Regions from separate parts of the Mus musculus genome. Here region 2 is linked to region 1. A link is a contact called in public Hi-C data. All regions are on one chromosome and are shown on one strand. The core of a region is the stretch at or near the end of the contact, and the rest is flanking DNA. Distances in the headings are between cores, read along the strand shown.

Region 1 (2,700 bases), core at 84-2,583:
AGTGGCCAAGCCAACAGGAAATGAGCAAACAGAGCCCATGGAGTCCATGCTCTAAGCAGCAGGGTGTGACTCCAAGACGGGCCTTCTACCACCAGTTTCATGGTCCTGCATGGGGCAGGCAAGACAGCCACTTCCAAACTACAACTGAAAGCAGATGTGCTTCATTCAAATGCTCCTCCAACTGGAAGCCCTCCTAGATTTCTTCCAAGCAGGAAGCCATTCCCTGACAGTGGACTTGCATTTTTGTTCTGAGATAAGACCTCAATCTGTAGCCCAAGCTGGCCTTAAATTCAAGATGCCACAGCCCCAGGCTCTGGAGCATGGCTTACTGTGGACACAATGAGCTCTTGCCGCCACTTGTGCTTCTCCTAGTCATCCTATCTTCTTGTAGCAAACAGGGCCCTGGGGCAGGACTATTTGCTCTGTGTGACAGTCACAGGATGGGGTCACAGCTAACAAGAACAGTGGCTGGACTATGTCCTAAGTTGGGTTCCCATCCCCACCAGCTATCTGGCCTTGGAGAAGCTGAATCTTCCACACCCTCCCAACCCTAACTAGAGGTGCACACAGACTTAAAACAAACAGTCCTGAGTACCCAGCCTTCCTGAATAGGCCCTATCTACCTCAGCACTGCCCTCACCTTCATAGCCGTGTCAGCAATTCAGGATTCTTCCCTTCCTATGGCCACACCCTCCTGCCTGGTTACTCTACCTTCCAGAGGCCAGCTTGGACCTTCCCATTTAAGGTAAATCTTCCCCATTTCCTGGCCCCTAGCCACAAGAATATGCCAATACCCTCTCCGCTACCCTGGGTTCTTATGGGGCCTGCATGTTACTTCTTGACCTCCAGGTCTTCACTGAGGGTCTATCCATCTCTGGTTCAAGACTAAGAACTCCATACTACACACTGAACACCCACACACCCCCTCTAGGCCAGGCTTCTCACTGGGCTTGGGGCCCTGGCATCATCTGAAGATGGCCTTACCGACCAGGTAAGGGTCTCTGTAGGACTCTGGAAAGCACCAGCAAGAGCTTCCCTTTGCTGTGTGACAAAAAAGTGAAGGCACTTCGAGGTCCTGCCTTATCCTCGTTGTCACCATGAATAGACTGGGACTGCTGAGGAGGTGCACCTCTGGGTAGGTGGATATTTCCAAGGAGGAGGCACAGAGGGAGAGGAAACTGTCCCACTGGCAGCCTACAGAAAGAAGAGGGAGCCATCTCTTGTACCTGCTTTCTAACCGGCCATGAAGCAAACAACACTCCCCTGCCTGAGTCTATCCCTAAGCCGAGCTTGTCAAGAATCCAGGGGCCAATGTCCAATGGCAGACGTAATACATAATCCGTGACCTCTTCCTCTGCTTGTACCATGCATCTGGTCACAGCAACAGAAAGCAGCCCAGTTACCTATGCTGCTCTTCTTCCCATGGGCTGTTCTTTACAGACAGGCAACCCCTTCTGGAGGAGACGCTGCTACAACCTGGGGACCACCTCAGGATGAGTCTACAAGTCATGCAGGTGAGCACCAGCGAGGGACCCCTGCAGAGGAACCAGCCAGGCTGGGCTGTTCCAGGGCAAGGGCCTCATAAGATACTTTCTATCTACACTCAGCTCCTGGCAGGACGAGAGCTTGATGTTAGATGGAGGGCCGACTCCAGGAAGCAGTTTCCACACACCCCAGCTGTTAATTTATGTGAGCACACCCATGCATGTGTGGCTTTATCATCACCAACAAAAAACAAATGTGTCCTGGCACCTACTCTGTGCCAAGCCCAGAGCGAGGTATTTTACATACATTATCTCCTTACACCTCCAAGGGCTCTAAGCATGGGTACCCACACAACACCTGCCTAAAATGAAGCTGAAGCACAGAGGCATAGGAGTGATACCCAAGGTCACACAGATAGTTACTAGTGGGGCCTATTGTCTGCCTCCAGACTCCCTTACCACGAACTGTGTGGGAGCTTAAGGAAAGTCGGCAGTCTACAGCCCTGAATTCCTTTCCTCTTAGGAGCCCCATTTCCTCTAGAGAAGCCCAGCAAGCTCACAGCCTCTGGCTGCCTCTGCCCCCCACCAGCCTGAATGTATCCCTCACCTGCCAGGCCTCCATATAGGGCTTTGTGGTGATCACTGTGGCTGGCATAGAAACCTGGAACCTTTCCCTCCGCTGAGATTTTAACACATGTTGGCTCTCTAAATGTAATGTTTCCATTAAAGGCTTTCGTGGGAGTAAATCCCCACCCATGTGACACCTCTCCGAAAATACAGAGTAAATTTACTTGAACAAGCCATGAGACATGGTCAGTATTTCCCTTCCTTGGCTGTCACATTGCCAAGTGCTGGGCAGCAATGCACGGTGTGCCAAGGATTAGATTTTATCATGAGGCAAAGGACAGGGTGACCATAATCTATTCATAATGGCTGTGCTACTACCATTCGGTGCTCAATGCACCCCATTCTTAAGTCTGACTAGTGCCTCACTTGTATCCCTAAGTCAGCTGTTACTCAGTCCCCAAATCCTGTCCCTAACTCCACTACTGTGGGTCCCAACCATCACTCTATGTCTACACTAGGCTACAAGTCAAAGTTCAAACACGCTTATTGAAATTCCAATCCCTTAAGCTGTGTCCTTATCCCCAACTCTGGGACCACAAGTAACAATACTATGGGGGTGCCAGGGCAAATCCTGTCACTCTCTCAGGTC
Region 2 (2,700 bases), core at 18-2,517, 170 kb before region 1:
AAACATGAAAAAACTTTAAGCTTTTTAAGCTCACAATTTGGAGTATTCAAAGGCACAGCAATGGTAACAGCTGTGCTCTGGTGAGGGTCCTCTTAAGGAAAGTGGAAATGGTGGGAGAAAGTGGTCAGGCCTAGATACACAGTGTATGTAGGGTGCGGCCAGGTTCAGGTTAGCATCACACTCTCCTGAGAATAGCCCTAATCACTGCCAAGGGCATCCCGCAACCAGCCAACGGCCCTGCCACTAGATCCTACCCCTCAAAGGCTTCTTACTACTTCCCAGGCCACTAACCTGGGGCCAAGTCCCCATCACATAGGCACTCAGGGAACAAACATGTCCAGACCATAGCAAGACAGGACAGCGATGGGAGCCAGTACACATCCTCTTTTCTATGAAGTAATCCTAGTACAGGAGGAGACAGACAGATTCGTACTGTCTTCTGAGCCTCTGTAGGTCTAATCTGACCTATTTTGACCATTCTTGGAAACCAAGAAGATCTTTGAAACAGCAAATTTTCATATGCTAATCTATGATAAAATATCATTACAAAGTAAAAGGCTTTTGTTTTCTGCTAGAATGACTTGAGCATCAGTGAGCAGATGAGGTGAGAGTCTGGGAAAGCGACGAGCCTTTCCTGTGTCCATCAGGATCAGCCACAAAGATCTAGTCCATCAGTTAATCCAGATGGTCTTGAATAGTGTCCGTGAGGCTCTGTGCACCCAAGGAGAGCTGGGCCACTCTATCCCAGCCTTGAAGGAGGGAAGTAAACAATTGTGTCACTGTTGGGCCCTGACAGTCGCAGGACACACACCCTCTGGGCATCTTTGAGATAGCCGTTGGCACTGTTCTGTGGATACTCCCTCAAAGACTCATGGGCCAAGGTCATGCAAGATGTGTTACAATTACCGTTTCTCAGCTCATACTGCTGAGTGCCCTGTGACCTTCAGCACTGCCAAGGTTGAGGGACTAGTCTGCTGGGCACCATTCCAAATTCTGTAGCTGTAGCCTAAGTAATTGTAGGGACGGTGACAGCTCACTCGCTTAAGGGCCATCGAACTCCCATCCTTAGCTGTGGACCAAGTCATGGAGGCACAGCTCTAAGTTCAGTAGAAGCCCCGATAGAGTAAAATGGTTTTTAGTTGCACTGGAACCAGCTGGTTAGAGATAGGTGTGACATCTGAAGAGTCCTTCCTGTAGAGAGCAGGAGCCTGGGGGGGGGGGGGGAGAATAGGAGCAGCCTGCAGTAGCTGTGTGGATTTGCAGAGAGATGAAGTGCTAGAAAGGTTGACGATTTGCTTGGAAGCAGGGTAGGCAGACTCCCTGCTTACCTCCCAGAGACAACCATGGAGTGGGGGTGAGGGAAACATGGAGGGGGGGCGTTGGTCTGTGTCCTACAGAAAAAGGTGACAGTCCCCAAGATGGGCAAAATCAATGTGAGGCAAGGTGCCTGCAGGAATGGTTGTTAGAAAGGAGCACTTAGAACAAAAGTCCTGAGCCCCATCCCTGCTCTCGTCAACTGGCTGGCATGGAGCTAGGACCCACCAGTAAAGAGGCCAGGAGCTCAGAACGAAGGCTTGAGAGCAGAACCGTTTTTATGAGGGTGACAGCAGGAAGAGCAGCGCCACAGGAAGGGAATCAGCCCTGTTCTGGACAGGTCAGCTGTAAAGCACGCGTCAGCGCTCAGGAAATGTCACCATTATCACCGTGGTCATCATCACCGCTTTCACAGCTGTCAGCTCATCCGTCAGCAGCACACACTGCTAAAGGTGAGGTCTTGTGGGGAAAGCGGAGCAGTAGAGAGGAAAGGGAGAGAGCAGCCCTTCCTCCACCTCTCTTAGAAGCCAACACAGAGGCATTTGTGGGTACCCAGCTCTCACATTTGTGACAATGTGTCGACTTGAAGGTTTCCTAAAATTAACTGCAATTTCAGAAGTGAGGTGCAAGCGCCAGTTATGCCTGGCAACCCTGAGGTCCCTACTTGAGAGCTCTCACACACACTAAGACAATGACAGGCACTGCACCGTTAAAATGTTTTAATGGAGAAAAATGGATGTGAACAGCAGCATCTTAAATGCATTAGTTTTCGACATTGTGAAATTAATTGGCTCCCAAATATAGCCCTCTCCTGTAGTAAGTGGAGCTCCGGAGAGCCTCCAGTTTTCTCACTGCCTGTAGCCAACATCTCTGGGTTCCATGGTGAATAAAGGCCTCTTTGTTTAATTAGAGTTGAATAGTGTTTGAATAAGTTGGTAATCCAATTAAAATTATATTTGCAGTTTATGCAAAATTTAAAAAAAAAGTGACTTGTTCAGCAAATGTCTTATAAAGCTTGCTCTGTATGTAGCCTGCAGTGAGCTGGAGGCGGGGTCTCAGTGTGGCCTAGGAAACAGGCTGGGCTCTCAGAGAGCCCTGGCCTCCAGCATGACACCAGCACACAGCATGGGGAGAGATGGTTCAAGGTGCTCTCAGGGCTCAGAGGAAAGTGTTTGCTGTGCCTCAAGAAGGGGACACTTCAGTGCGCTCTGAGGAGAAGAGGAAGATGCCACTCTAAAAGGGATAGAGAAGATCTGAAGTGCTGACGTTGGGGGCAGGGGTGATAGGCACCTTGGCAGTCCCCATGTCTGATCAGGTGCAGACTAATAGAGGCAACAGGAGACAAAGATTCCAGGAACTAAAAGAGAGATGAAGCAAAAAAGAGGG

The links. A called contact is a pair of places that touch in the nucleus more often than the background predicts.
Region 2: a contact with region 1 is called in a Hi-C map of Sertoli cells, with 2.2 times the contacts expected there. The contact joins two enhancer-like sites. A contact is called at or near these places in 1 of 39 promoter capture datasets (embryonic stem cells), 1 of 484 Hi-C or Micro-C datasets (Sertoli cells), 7 of 115 datasets of contacts at active chromatin or transcription factors (the SCID.adh cell line, embryonic basal ganglia, embryonic fibroblasts and 4 more) and 3 of 9 other capture datasets (adipose tissue, macrophages and pancreatic islet).

Annotation. Positions count from the first base shown.
Region 1 is chr2:35,687,389-35,690,088 of GRCm38.p6, reverse strand. The region is part of intron 3 of Dab2ip (disabled 2 interacting protein); the gene reads right to left. Among named protein-coding and RNA genes, the nearest start is that of Dab2ip, 67 kb to the right of the region's middle. Within about 2 kb of position 1,333, at least 18 of the 459 cell types and tissues checked have an H3K27ac peak or open chromatin away from gene starts, as enhancers often do. A contact at or near this core is called in Sertoli cells, where this site is marked.
Region 2 is chr2:35,859,573-35,862,272 of GRCm38.p6, reverse strand. All of the region lies in intron 6 of Ttll11 (tubulin tyrosine ligase-like family, member 11), which reads left to right. Among named protein-coding and RNA genes, the nearest start is that of Gm10829, 19 kb to the right of the region's middle. Within about 2 kb of position 1,267, at least 22 of the 459 cell types and tissues checked have an H3K27ac peak or open chromatin away from gene starts, as enhancers often do. A contact at or near this core is called in Sertoli cells, where this site is marked.